Regions from separate parts of the Sus scrofa genome. Here region 2 is linked to region 1. The links are chromatin contacts, called in public promoter capture Hi-C maps. All regions are on one chromosome and are shown on one strand. Each heading gives the region's core, a stretch centred on a gene start, on an enhancer-like site or on the middle of the called end of the contact. The rest is flanking DNA. Distances are from core to core; before and after follow the strand shown.

Region 1 (6,788 bases), core at 2,398-4,897:
ACGATAATTAACAGTTTACCCACTATCAACGTCATCCTTGCAGGGTACAGTGCATTGATTTTTGGCATATTCACACATTATGCAACCATCACAGCGGCAAGTCCAGAACATTTCCATCACCCCGTAAAGAAAGCCGCTCCTCCTCACCCTCCTCACAGCCCGCCAAGCAGTAATCGCTTTCCACGCTCTGCTTTCGCCGCTTCTGGACATTCCATAGGAGTGGTCACACGATGTGTGCCCCTCGTGTCTGGCTTCTGTCACTTAGCACCTACCTTTCAGCTCAGCCACCTTGGCCATGGTGGGGTACTTCCAAATAACCAGCTGGTTCTGGGCAAAGCCATGGCCTGAAATGAGCTCCTTGTAGTGGGGAGACCAGAGAATGGAGCACACCTGTGGAGAGGGCATGATGTGGGCATGACATGAAACCAGCCCTACTCAGATCAGAACCAGGTCCAGGCTGGTGGTGCCAGGCACCTCACCAGGTGCCACGGACTTAGACTTGAATGAGGTAGGCCTCACAAAAGCCTTTTGAGTTTGAACTTGGTTATTTTACAGATCAGGCAGAAGGAAGTTTAGCAAGTTGCCTAAGGTCACATGCCAGTTAAGTTAGGAGGGGATGGAGCCAGAATTTGAACTCTGGCTCCAGAGCCCAAGTCTAGAGTGGAGGCTGCATGCGCTGGGCGGGGGTGGGGGGAGGGGGGTGGGGTGTTGGGGGGAAAGGGGTGCGGAGGAGGGAAGCGTCAGGGCTCGCAGAGAGACCCACCAGCGAATGGATTTGGCTTACACGCCGTGGGGCCAGGGAGCCCTCGCAGGGTCTAAGGAAGACAGAAGCAGACCCCACTCAGACCAGTGGGTAGACAGACTGGGAGAGAGAAGAATGCTGAGACCTGTGCTGTGAGCCTGCTCCGGGAAGAAAGAAGGATGAGGCCGAGGGGAGGGACACGAGTGGCTGAGGGTCTCAGGAAACCCAATGCGGCCTGGGGACGAGGACAGTGGAAGACGCTAGGTAGGTTTTTCAGGTTCTGAGCAGCGCCCTTCGCACTCGACGCAGGAGGAGGGGGAGCACATTCCAGGAGGCAAAGGGGGGAGAAGTAAGTGTCATGTGGGACACGTCAGTGTGGAGCCACCTATAGGACACGGGGTTAGAGAGAAGCGGCCTGCGGCCTGTTGGAAACGCGGTTCTGGAGCGTCTGAGAGCCAAGTCAGAGGTTTGGAAGTCATCAGGGTATAACACTGGTGAAGCCGCTGGAGGGTTCGTGGTTGCCCAGGAAGACTATCCAGAATAACAAGGCATCTGGGGGAGTTCCCTTTGCGGCCCAGCGCTTAAGGAACCTGACTAGGATCCATGAGGATGTGGGTTTGATCCTTGGCTTCGCTCCGTGGGCTAAGGATCCGGCATTGCCGTGAGCTGTGGTGTAGGTTGCAGACGCCGCGTGGATCCGCGTTGCTGTGGCTGTGGGGCAGGCTGGCAGCTACGGCTCCGATGAGACCCCTGGCCTGGGAGCTTCCATATGCCGTAAGTGTGGCCCTAAAAAGCAAAAAAAAAAAAAAAAAAAAAAAGAGGGCATCTGGGACTGGGAGGCTGGGATAGGGAAGACTACCTGGGAATGGGCGTCCACGGCACTCAGACAGGCCCCAGAGCAGACGTTCCAGATTCGAATGTGTCGATCACTGGTGCCCCCTCCAGTTGCCAGGACATTGGACTGCCAGGGACACCAAGCTACAGCCTAGGTGGGAGAAAGGCAGGGTCAGCAGGTACTAGAGTTGGACAAGGAGCTCAGGGGTCACAGATTAACCCAGTGCGATCCCTCCCGCCCAGATCCCCTTAATGTCCCCAGGTTACGGGTGAGAGTCTGCAGAGCCCCAGCCCAGCCCTCTCACCTTGACAGCTCCTTGGTGCTGCGTGAATGTCTGCAGAGGAACCCAGCCACCCTCTCCAGGAGCACTAGGCCACACATTGACCAAGTTATCGTTGCCACCACTGGCTAGATGTCGACCGTCTGGGGCCCAGCGCAGCCCACACACTTCCTGGCTGTGGCCACTCAGTGTGGCCACATGGTGTTCTGCCACCCGAACATCATGGTGGTGGATGTGGCCGGAACGTGAGCCACTGCAGGAAGGGGAGAAAGGAATCAGGCCCAACACTGCCAGCAGGCCAGAGCTGCTTCCGTTCAGAGGCGTCCAGTTTGGCGAGAGTGGGCCAAAATAGTGGACGGATTTCACAAGAGACTGGCAAAACCCCACTGACCTGGACAGGATGTAGCTGTTCCAACAGAGGGAGCCCACTCGGGCAGAATGACTGGTCATGTTTCGAAGCCGTTTCTGCTGTTGCACATCCCAGAGCTACAGAGAGACCCCATTAGGATCAGAGATTAGGACTGGTGGGCAAGCGGCTGGGTCTGGGGGTCAACAGAGCTGCAGCACGGGGACAGATCTCACCTGGACCTCAGCACTGCTGGTGCCCACAGCCAGGTAGTTGCCCTCTTTGATCCAGGCCACAGAAGACACATAGTCCCCAGGCTGCTCCATCTGCAGCAGCTGCAGGATGTCACCAGAGCTGGCACTCCACAAGTACACGCTGTTGTCCAAGGCCACAGCCAGTACGTTCCCAGAGCTCCAGTCCACCAGGTTCAGGTCTGCCAGAGGGGGAAAGGAAGAGCCTGCGTCCCAGGGCCCTCTTTCTTATCCAGCGAGCAAGGGGAAGGCTGCACTCACAGTAGTCGTTGCGGATTTCAGGGGCATCCAGGATCCGGTCCGGCAGGGAAGGGATGTATCGGCAGGTCTTCCTGCTGGACCCGGGCGTGGCCTTCTGGCTGTAGAGTACTTTCAGTCTGTTCTGGTAACCTGTGGCAACAGAGTGGCTCTAGACACCTCCCCCTGCCCCTGGCCAGGAGGGCCAGAGCAGCCTCTCCCCTCCTCTGTCTCAGGTGGGAAGGGTGGCCAGCCACCTCAGCTCCCCGGAGCCCTGGGGTTGGAAGGACTGGACACCTCCCTCCAAGAGCTGAGAGCTCCGGGTCTTTACCCTCTGGGGCGTTCTGTGGTTTTCCACTGAGCCGGAGGATCTTGGCTTCCTCCACGTCAAAACCGTTCAGGTTCAGAGCCCAGGCCTTCTGATGTTCCTGGCACAGAAGGGTGGTGCTGAGGCAGGGCGGCCGCGTCCAGGAGGCACAGAGCCGTTTCCCGCCTTAAGCCCCTCCGCCGCATACCTTCTTGGTGGGCGTCTGGCTGTTGTCGGGCTGGTTCTCCTTGCTCAGGAGGAAGCTGGCCACCTCCATCTGGGAGGCACTGCGGTGGGGGATATAGCGATCGCCGCCAGGCTTGCTGGGAGTGGTCTGCATCTTGGAGTTGGATTTGCCTGGGGCGGCAAGGGGGAAGCCAGACGGTCCGACCGGGCTCCCGCGGGAGCAGGCACGAAGCTGCTCTCAGCCCTTTCCTCTCCCGCCCTCGACCCGCCGCCCCCGCCTCACCCGGCGTTCGGCCGGGGGTCCTGCCGGCGCTGTGGGATCGGTTGGCGGCCCGCATGGGCGAGGGGGCCGGCCCCGCGGCTTCCTTCGCTTTGCGCTGCCAGCGCGCGGGAGGTGCATTGGGGATGGGCGCATCCAGCTGCAGCAGGGAGTGCAGGTCGCTCTCGAACACGAACTGGGCCATGGGAGCGGCTGGAAGGGGAGGGGTGCTTGAGGCGGCCGCCCGCGAGCCCCAGGGAGACGCGACCGTGCTCGGCGACGGCCGACCACGCAGGGCCAGCCCTGCCGCAGCCTCTCCGGGCCCGGCACCCCAGCCGCCACCCTACCCCTGCCCCCTCGACGCAGCCGCCTCTCACCGTCCGCGCAGAACAGGCTCCGATCCCGGACCGGCCTCGGCAACGCTGACTTCGGCGTCTTAAACTCTCCGCTCCGAGCATTGATTGGTTCCTTCAAAACCCAACCGTCGCAACCGTCGCCCTCGCCCATTGGCCTCCGGGGCGTAGGGGGCGGGCCTTCCGGGGGAACGTTGAGATCTCACGGGAGTCCCGGAGCGGAGCGGGATTTGAAGGGTGAGAGACAGGCGGAGGCGGGTCGGGAGACCCGGCGTCGGGGGGCGGGGCGGGGCGGGGCTGGGCTCCCCGCGTTCCGCAGTCGCTTCCATTCATTCCTCCGCCTCCCCGCACCCGCCCTTCGCGCTTAAACCCGGCTTGCGGATCTCCTCCTGGATGCGTAAGTGCAGACGTCGGAAGGACCTGGAGCCCTGGAGCTGCTTAGAGGTTGTAGGCAGCGCACCGCCGGCCGGCGGGCAGAGGGGAGCGGGCAGGGCACGGAGAGGAGCGAGGAGTGGACTGAGAACGTGTAGATGCAGAAGGGCGGCCGGAGCGTCCACTGTTTGCTTCGTGCCGGCGGGGAGACCGCTGGGAAGGAAGTAGTGCATGTTTCTGGTTTTAAAAAGTTGTTTTGTTTGTTACCGTTTTACAAACAAGGAAAATGAGGCTTAAAAAGTGGTCCATTTCCGTAGGTCAGGGAAAAGGATCAGGATTCAGGATTGGACGGCTCTGTGAGGGAAACCGTGCCTTCCCCCCACGGGGCTTGAGAGGCGCCAGGGATTTTAGCGACCCCCTAGTCTAATCTGCGCATGGTGCACCCTGGTCTTCCCAGCCACACACCCATGTGTGATGAAGACCTCGAGGCTCCGGAAGGGATGTGTCCGAGGTCGCATGTTGGTGGGAGTCCAGATGCTCCAATACAGACTTGAATGGATTGCGTGATAGGCTTAGAAGCAACAGCAGTAAGAAATAATGAGGGTTATCATTGACGGGCCCTCTGCTGACGGCTGTGTTTACATCAACCTTCCGTCCAGTAAGGCGGAGAGATACTTCATCCCCTTTTTACAAAAAAAGAAATGGGGTCAGGAAGAGGTTAGAAACTTGCCCTAAGGCAAACAGCCACTAACAGCAAGTAGTGGAGCCCAAGTATCCGACTAACCCAAGCAATCTAACCATAAGCTACACCGTCCCAGAGAGAGGCTAGAAAAATCACCTTTTCCATCATTAGCCTAAGCACAACTCTGATGATGACAGAGATCATTTGGGGGCTCTTAACCCAAACTTAATATCGTTATTATCTTTGATTTTGAAGCATTCATGTTGTCTATTTCCCATTACCTTGGAAAACAAGGAGTTAAGTGTCCTAGGACTGGAAATGGGGATTCGTAGACACTAGAGAACACAGGAGTCAGGTTGGCCAGGGCCTTACTTTTTTTTTTTTTTTTCTTCCTCTTTTCTTTTGAGGGCTGCACCTGCAGCATATGGAAGTTCCCAGGTTAGGGGTTGAATCAAAACTACAGCTGCTGGCCTGTGCCACAGCCACTGCAATGCCAGCTCACAGCCACATCTGTGACCTACACCGCAGCTTGTAGCACCGCCAGATGCTTAACCCACTGAGCGAGGCCAGGGATCAAACCCGCATCCTCATGGATGCTAGTTGGGTTCCTAACCTGCTGAGCCACAATGGGAATTCTCAGGGACTTAAATGTTAAGCTAAGGAGTTTGGATTTTATTTGCCAGGCCTTGTAGAATCAGTGAGGGAAGGGTCAAAGCAAACATTTCTTTTTTTTTTCTTTCTTTTTTTTTTTTTTTTTGTCTTTTTGCCATTTCTTGGGCTGCTTCTGCGGCATATGGAGGTTCCCAGGCTAGGGGTTGAATCGGAGCCGTAGCCACCGGCCTACGCCAGAGCCACAGCAACGTGGGATCCGAGCCACATCTGTGACCTACACCACAGCTCATGGCAATGCCGGATCCTTAACCCACTGAGCAAGGCCAGGGATCGAACCCTCAACCTCATGGTTCCTAGTCAGATTCTTTAACCACTGAGCCACGACGGGAACACCCAAACACTTCTGAGGGCGGGACATGGCCAGCAATTTGCAGCTTCTGGAGTAAGTGTAATTGTAGAGGAAGAGAACAATAGGGTAGGACTTCCCTGGTGGCTCAGCAGGTTAAGGATCGGGCATTGTCACTGCTGTGGTGCAGGTTTGATCCCTGGCCCAGGAACTTCCACATGTCAGAGGGTGGCCAAAAAAAGGAGTTGCTGCTGTGGCACAACAGGATCAGAGGTGTCTCTGCAGCACCAGGATGCAGGTGCCGTCCTCAGCCGGGCACAGAGGGTTAAAGGATCCTTTGTTGCCTCAGCTGTGGCTTGGATCTGATCCCCTGGCCCAGGAGCTCCATATGCTTCAGGGTGGCCAAAAAACAAAACAAAAAAGAACAATATGGTAAATAAGGGTATTTGTACATTTAAAAATAAAGGCATAAAAGAAGCCAGTGGCGATTATACTGGCAAGGACCTTGAAGTGGGAGGAATTCTAATAAGATGCCAGATGATCAAGTAGCAGACTACTTGCGTGAGAAATTTGGGAGTGAGAAAGAGGGCAGTGCATGGGAGCTTGGACTGCCAGCCCCAAGATGCCTACGCATGGTTGAAGGAGAAGGCAAGAGAGCCAGGGGAGATGAAAGAGGACGGGCAAGGGCCTGCTGGTAGAACCAGGTGTCTGGATACCTTGCCCAGGAAGAAAGGGGAGAAAACACGGGAAGCCTTTTCCGTCTAGAAAAGATAGATCGCTCCCTCTTAAGCTGGAGGGAAGGAGAACAAGGCTTTAGAGATAGATAATTAAGCGGCTGAGGAGCTGCTTAGATGGGGGAACTCCCACTTGAGGGATCTGAATCTAGGGAAGTAAAGGGCAGAAGGGGCTAAAACAGAGGTGGTATTCAGAGGTCGGAACAGTGATCCAAGTAAGTCACTGAACACCGCATCCTTCCCTGT
Region 2 (6,788 bases), core at 1,377-3,876, 110 kb after region 1:
ACGGATTCCTAGGGACGGACCTCCGGGCGGAGGCTTGACGGAGGTACCAAGGAGAGGGTGGAGGGGGTCCCGGATGACTGGAACAGCGGGAGAAAGGCACAAAAGGACCTGGCTGGTGTGTGGGGTGGCCTGCGGCAGCTCTGGACCACCAAGGAGAGGTGAGAAGAGAGAGAGGAGGGCGGGGCAGGGCCTGCTGCCCGCCAGGGGGAGGGGCTCTGTGCCCCTGGACCAAGCAGTTTCTTCTCTCTTGCCTCGCTGGCCTTTTCACACTCAGCCCAAGGCCCCGAGGGAGGCCCCACAGAGGCGCTCCTGTCGCCAGAGGCCACTCTGTTCTTGGAGCCCACGGCCTCAGAACTCAGCGCGTCCACCCCAGCAGCTCTCACACAACGGCGCACATGAGTCACCCGAGGGGCCTGTTCAAGGTGACTTCTGACTCGGTGGGTCTGGAGCCGCTCCTGAGATGCTGAATTTCTACCGGCTCCCAGGAGACACTGAGTGGCAGGCCCCTGCCAGGGGCGGGAGCCGGGCCCCTGGGCGTCGGAGCAGCGACAGAGGCAGACATGGGCTACATCTACCAAAGACCGGCCTGTGCCAGAAACAAGCAGGGCTTCCACGCGGGCCTCTCTCTGCAGTCCCGGGGGTGGAGTCTGGGCCGGAGGACAGGCGGATCCCGAGCCCTGCTGTCAGCGAGACCGACAAGCCTCCTCTGTTAGGGAACACGCACGGGGACACCCCGACAGTCCTGCCCCTGGAGCCTCTTTATCTGAGCAGGTCAGACATACCTTCCGATTTTCAGTCTATCATTTAGCCTCCCCATCCTGCATTTACAAACGTGGTTCCCTCTTGGATGCAATGCCCAATTATTGCCAACCGCTCGTTCGCCGGCTAGGCTTTGTACCTACTTTTCTATAAAGTCACCTTTTCCTCCTGATTTTTGACCCTAGTGACCAACCTAGGCCTTGGGGATGCAATTCCCACATTTCCTGTGCGCAGGCTCCGTTTCCTCCCACCTGACCTTCTCTGACTTTGTTTCGCGACTCGATCCGTGAAATACGTATTCATTGCGTTCTAAGACCTTGGACTCGGCCTGGCCTGTAAGAAGGGCTCAGTAAATATTTGTGGAAGGGAAAAGCAAATGAATGAGGAAAGCCATGGATTCCAGGCTGAGTAAGAGGACATGAGCAACCAGGGGCCAAGGGCTGAGCAGGGAAGACCAGACAGGAGGTCTTGGGAGGGCTGCGGGGACCCCCTGGGCCCACGGGCTCACCAGGGGCCCCCTCGACTCCTCCGAGCTGGCGTCACTTTGCCTCACTCCCTGCCTGATTCACTAAAGTGACAGTAATCCGTATAAGACGAGTGACTGAAAAAGCCAGTTCTCTCCAGAAACACTTCAGACGCTTCCTCCTGGTCAGTCGGTCATTCCGTCACTCAACCCTGTGGACTTTGGGTCTGGACTGAATCTCGTTGGCCCTCACCAGCTCCCAGCATCGCTCCCCTTCATGACTGTAGTGGCCTCAAGGGGAGCCCCTGCCACCACGACTGGGGCTTCTGGCTCCTGGTGCCATTGATATGAATGCCTGTTTCCGACCCCACCGGCAGCCCTGGGCACCTCCGTGAAGCTGGCCTCCTCAACGGGTCTCCGGAACACGCCTCACCTGCCTGAGAGTGTGATTGAGGCCCAGGACTCAATGCAGCCCGATTCCTCTGTTCTGTTCATTCGCTCGTTCATAAAAATCACCCGAGAGCCAGACCCTGAACGCCTAGCAGGCACCTACTGTGCCAGACATGGGAGGGCGAGCTTGGATCCAGGGCAGGGAGAGGCCACGGGAGTGTGAAGGGGGGTGCCGGCCAGGGTGAGGAGGGCTCCCCGTGGAGGCAGGGCACGGGGACAGGGTTCCAGGCCCAGAGCCAGGAGGGAGCAAGGCGCCAAAGGCTGGATGGTGATGATAACGAGACGATAACCGCCAGGATTGGCGAGATTCCTGCCCTGCATCAAATATTTTGCATGTGTGACCTCGTTTCATCCCTACCGCCACCTTATGCAGAAGGGCTTACTAGGTTCAGTTTCATAGGAGGAAACCATGGCCACGGGGGGAGGGACAGCTGGGATCCCGGCCTGCTGACCCCCAGGCTCTCGCCTCTCACCCCTTACGCCGCCTCCATCCCAACACCTCACATAGTATGAGGGCCCCGAAGCCCCTGAAAAGTACAGGTGGGGCTCCCTTAAGAGTGCTTTCTGGGGCGCTTCAGAGGTCACACTGAGGCCAACTCTGCGCACGTGCCTTGGGTAGTCAGGTGAAGCTCAGTGAACGCAACGAGTGTGCTAAGCTTTCTGTTCCTGATCCGTCCTTGGTCAGCATGGCCTACGAACGCCCCTCCAACCCTCCAGGCCCCCACCCAGCTCCTCCGTGGCAGGGGGGCTGTGACCTGGGTTCCTCAAATGGCAGGTCTTGGGGTAAGTGAGAGAGCCTGGCTCGAGGATGCCAAGGTCAGGCTTTATAGAAAGCCTGCTGAGCACAGAGGCCATGCCAAGCTGTCCAAGACTGCCTTTGGTCAAGGGCAATGCCAGCAAGCCCCAGGCAGGCACCCACGGACAGAACTTCATTCTGGGAGGGAGGAGGGCACAGCGAGGAAATGCCTATAGCACCCCCTACTGGCCTGCCTTGAATTGACACCTTTAAGAACCTGGCAGGGACTGTTCGTGCGGCAAGAGAGGGGCCCCAGATTTATTTCCACAACTTGGGAGCCCCACATCAGGGGCATCTTTGTGGAGCCCACAGTTGGTGGGATCGTTACCTGCCTAACTGCGCAGATGAACCACTTCCTGCCCCCCTTCCACCTTTCTTTCCCATCCAAGCCGAGGCTCCCACTCGTCGTCTCGATGCTGAAATGCCTGTGGACATCCCGACTTTCCCTTCCAAGGCCTGTCATCTCCCTTTAACATGGGACTCATATTCTGAAGGGCTTTCCTGCCACCTGCCTTCCCTCCCGGCCTTTCCACCTTGCCCATCCAGGTAACCTTTCCAGCGCAGCTAACATCCCTACCTACTTAAGAAACCTTGGGTGGCACCCGTTTGTAAGAGAAACTGCACGCTTCTTGGTGCAACACAGAAAGCGCTTTCAACATGACCCCAAGCTAACCGCCCGTCCAGAGGGCCCTTCGTCCCCACCCCATGCTCTGCAGGAAAGTTAGGTTGGTGGATTCCTGGGCCCTCGAACACACCACAGGCTTCTCTTTTCTCTGACTCTTCTCCGGTTGTGCCCTCCGTCTGAAGGCTCTTCCTCATCTGGCGCCCAGCCCTCCTACCCACCTTTTAAGGCCCGGCTCAAATGCCACTCCTCTAACCGAGGCCCGCCTCTCTAGGCGCAACCACATTCACCTTGGAGGCTCAGAGCTTGGCATGGAAGAAGCCTGAAAAATACATGTCCTGAACAAAGAAGGTATGTGTCCTAGATGTCTGCATTCCATGGCAGCTCTTATTTTCCTATCTGCAAGCTTGCTGGAGAAGGACTGAGGAGGCCCAGCGCTCCTGTCTGAGCATACAAATGAGACGGTGACCTTATTTTCTGTGTGTTCTAATGAGTTTCTCTCGGGTGCCATGTCTGCCCCAGCCTCTCTTGGCCTTTGGAGACTTAAGAGTCAGGGCCTTGGCACCTGAAGATGCAGCTCCTCACAAATGCATATCAAGGCAGCAGGTGCCTCGGGCCACCAGCCCGGGGGTCCAGAATCAGCTATACAGGCCCCATGCCCATGTCCCCAGCCCGCGGACACCCCTGGCTTGTGCTGTGATGGCCTTCCAGGCTGTCCTACTCTGGATTTCCCCTTGGTTCTTTTTGTTTTTTTGCTTTTTAGAGCCGCACCTGTAGCGTACGGAAGTTCCCAGGCTAGGGGATCGAATCAGAGCTACAGCTGCCAGCCTATATCACAGCCACGGCAACGTGGAATCTGGGCTGCGTCTGCGACCTATGCTGCAGCTCATGGCAAAAACGGATTCTTAACCCACGGGGTGAGGCCAGAGACTGAACCTGCATCGTCATGGATACTAGTCGGGTTCATTACCCCTGTGCCGCAATGGGAACTCCTTGCCTTGGTTCTTGAATTAATCCTTAGCTTGGAAGAAGGGAAGGGAAACAGTATTTCTTTGGAGCATCTATTCTGTACAGGGCCGGTGCCGGATGCCTTGCATTGCTTATCTCCTTCCATCCTCCCAGGAACTTGCTGAAGTTGTTACTTCCCCTTTCACAGGCTGACAGGAGGATAAACCAGGTCTGTAGGGAGATAGGGCTGCGCTCTTTGCACCTGCCCTGACACCTCGCCTGGCCCTTGAGATCAAAGAATTAAGGAAACAATTTTTACCATCCAGGACAGTGGCTTTGAAAGTTTTTCTTTTTTTAAGTCTTCCAAAAACCACCTTACAAGAGCCCACTTTAATAAACAAAGGGGCACCCTGTTTGAGGGTGGGGACCCAGGGCCCTGCCTCCCGACCCTTCTTGCCCCTGCAGTTGCCTGTGGCACATCTCTGCACCCACAGGGCTCTGCAGCACACTGACTCTCGGGGAGGTCTCCCTGTTGGTGGCTGCCTCTGCCGGCCATCAGGGAGTGGCAGGGTTGGGAAGAGGCCCTGCTTGGGTCTCTGCTCCCTTCAGCCCTGGCCCAGCAGCGGGGGGGGGGGGCATGTGGCCTCTGGAGTCTGGGGGGAGCAAAAGAGGACCTTCTGCCTGCCCCGAACAGCCTCATGCTGAAGCTCGTGCTCGCACCCTCTGCACTCTCTTCCCTTTTCCTTCTTCTCCTAGGCTTGACATTTTCCTTTCGGGGTGTCTGCTTGGCATGGAGAGAGGGACCCAGCCCTCACAGGACCCCTCAAGGTCTGTGCTCTGGTGGCAAGTCACAGATGAGAGCTCAGCAATGTCACCAGCTGACAACCACTCCTGTAGCCACCCTGGCCCCCTGCCCAGCTTGCAGCACTGCAGTGCCCCTGAGGGTTATCCACACTTGGGGACGCTCCAGACCCTTGGCGATGGCTCTGCGCATCAGCTGCTGGTGCCTGAGGGTCGGTCCCACCAATGGGACCCACTCCTTCTATGGGTCTCTGACTGCTTTCATGGCCCGGGAGCAGGGCCGTGGGTTGCCTGATGGTGTGGGCCGCTTCTAAGCAGGGGCTGGTTATAAGGTGGCACGAGACCCGCCATGCCTGGGTCTGGCCTGAATTGCACTGTGCTCTGCCCATCTGTGTTTGGAACTGGTTTGTTTCCACCCAACTGCAGCTCGTCCCCATTCCAGCATTTTAATTATGGCATTAAAGGCATACGAACATAAAAAGGTATGTGCCTTATAAATGGGATTCCGATGTTCTCTAATTGCCTCAGATGATACTGACACCCAAGCAGAAGTTGGCAGCAGAATTCCGCTTGGCAGTCTGGATAACGCGCTTAAGCGGAGGCAGCAGTAATGGGGTCGAGCTCTCGGAACAGCCCTCTGCAGTCTCCTGGGAGGTGGTCGTGCGAGCTCATTAAATCACAGGGAGGCCAGCTCTTAGGGTGGATGTGGTTGGCTCCGGACCCAAGCCATAACAGTAGGGACCCGAGGCACCAGAAAAGCCAGAGGAGGTGGAGGAGGAGAAAAGGCGGCTGGCAGGGACCATGCGATTCACGTTGCAGAATAAAAAGCAGCCAAACAAAGGACGGTGAGAGGAGCGTTGGAGACAGAGGAGAGGAGAAGGCAGAGAGTGACCCAGAGAGCTGAAGTCACGTGGATGAAGGTCCAGAGTGGACAGGGGTCAAGGAAAGGCATGGGGCAGGACACAAGGGTGCTTTGGCGGAAGATGGGATAGAAAAAAGAAACAGGTGCCTGGTGAAGTGAGATGGGGCAGAAATGAATGGGCGCTGGTGGGGAAAGAGCGGGCATGGAAATGCCTAGAGAGGCCCCTCGGTGGGGCTCTGGGCCATGGTCACCCCCAGGATGAGCTCTGGGAGGTCAGAGGAGAGAGTCGAAGAGAAAGCTCTGGGGAAAGCTGGCGGGGACATCTGGAGACCCTGAGGAGGACAGGTGGTCTCAGAGGGGCCCTTGACAGGCTGTCTCATCTCTGACAGCTCAGCCTCCCAGGGAGCCGAGGCGCGCGTGCAGGTACCTGCATGATGCGGACGTAATCGGTGCGGTGCAGCTCACTCTCCTTGACCACCTTCTTCTTGATGGTGGCCAGGTTCCTCTCCAGGTGCTCCCGCTGCCGGGCGTACTCCTGCTGCAGGTCCGAGTTCAGCCCTGCGATCTCCACCTGACGGGCAGATGGGCTCGCCGTGAGGGAGGGGAGGCCCGGGGGGCCGGGGAGGGTGGGAATGGGAGGCAGAGCTCACCATGTCTGCCCGCTGCACGTACTTCTCAAAGAGAGCTCGGACCTTCCCCTTCAGCAGCCGGGGTTCCTGGATGTAAGCCACGCAGTTATGCAGGTCCATCTTAAACCGTTTGACCAGTGCCTCCAAGTCCCGCTCCTGCAACCAGAGGCATTGATTTCTGGCCCTGCAGGGACTCTCCAGGGGCAGGGGCTGCAGCCTTGGGGCTTCAGAAAGGGACAGGAGACACAGCATCTGGGACACACAGTGACAGCCAGGGGCTAGAAGCCGCCGCGAGACCTGGATGAGCACACAGCCTGGAGGTGGATGCACTAAAACTCCTGTGCTCCTGGCTTGAACAGCTGCATCTTTTAAGAAGCCACCACACTGATTCACTTATTTATTTATTGTCTTTTGGGGATGGCACCTGCGCATATGGAAGTTCCCAGGCTAGGGGCTGA

The links. Promoter capture Hi-C pulls out the DNA fragments that hold promoters and counts their contacts.
Region 2: a promoter capture Hi-C map of liver shows a contact between it and region 1, with 4 times the contacts expected there. The contact joins the enhancer-like site here to the promoter of CDC20 in region 1. A contact is called at or near these places in 2 of 5 promoter capture datasets (liver and skeletal muscle), 3 of 47 Hi-C or Micro-C datasets (fetal liver, liver and undifferentiated spermatogonia) and 2 of 2 datasets of contacts at active chromatin or transcription factors (alveolar macrophages and skeletal muscle).

The regions. Positions count from the first base shown.
Region 1 is chr6:167,886,636-167,893,423 of Sscrofa11.1, forward strand. It overlaps CDC20 (cell division cycle 20), which reads right to left and starts at 3,648. Exons shown (of 10, transcript NM_001123094.1): 1 at 3,468-3,648; 2 at 3,207-3,355; 3 at 3,023-3,119; 4 at 2,716-2,844; 5 at 2,440-2,636; 6 at 2,249-2,343; 7 at 1,882-2,110; 8 at 1,602-1,727; 9 at 273-390. The coding sequence starts at 3,648. It overlaps LOC102158889 (a long non-coding RNA gene), which reads left to right and starts at 4,042. Exons shown (of 3, transcript XR_002345238.1): 1 at 4,042-4,193.
Region 2 is chr6:167,994,940-168,001,727 of Sscrofa11.1, forward strand. No RefSeq gene overlaps it. Among named protein-coding and RNA genes, the nearest start is that of TMEM125, 20 kb to the left of the region's middle. Within about 2 kb of position 2,627, at least 15 of the 83 cell types and tissues checked have an H3K27ac peak or open chromatin away from gene starts, as enhancers often do. A contact at or near this core is called in fetal liver and liver, where this site is marked.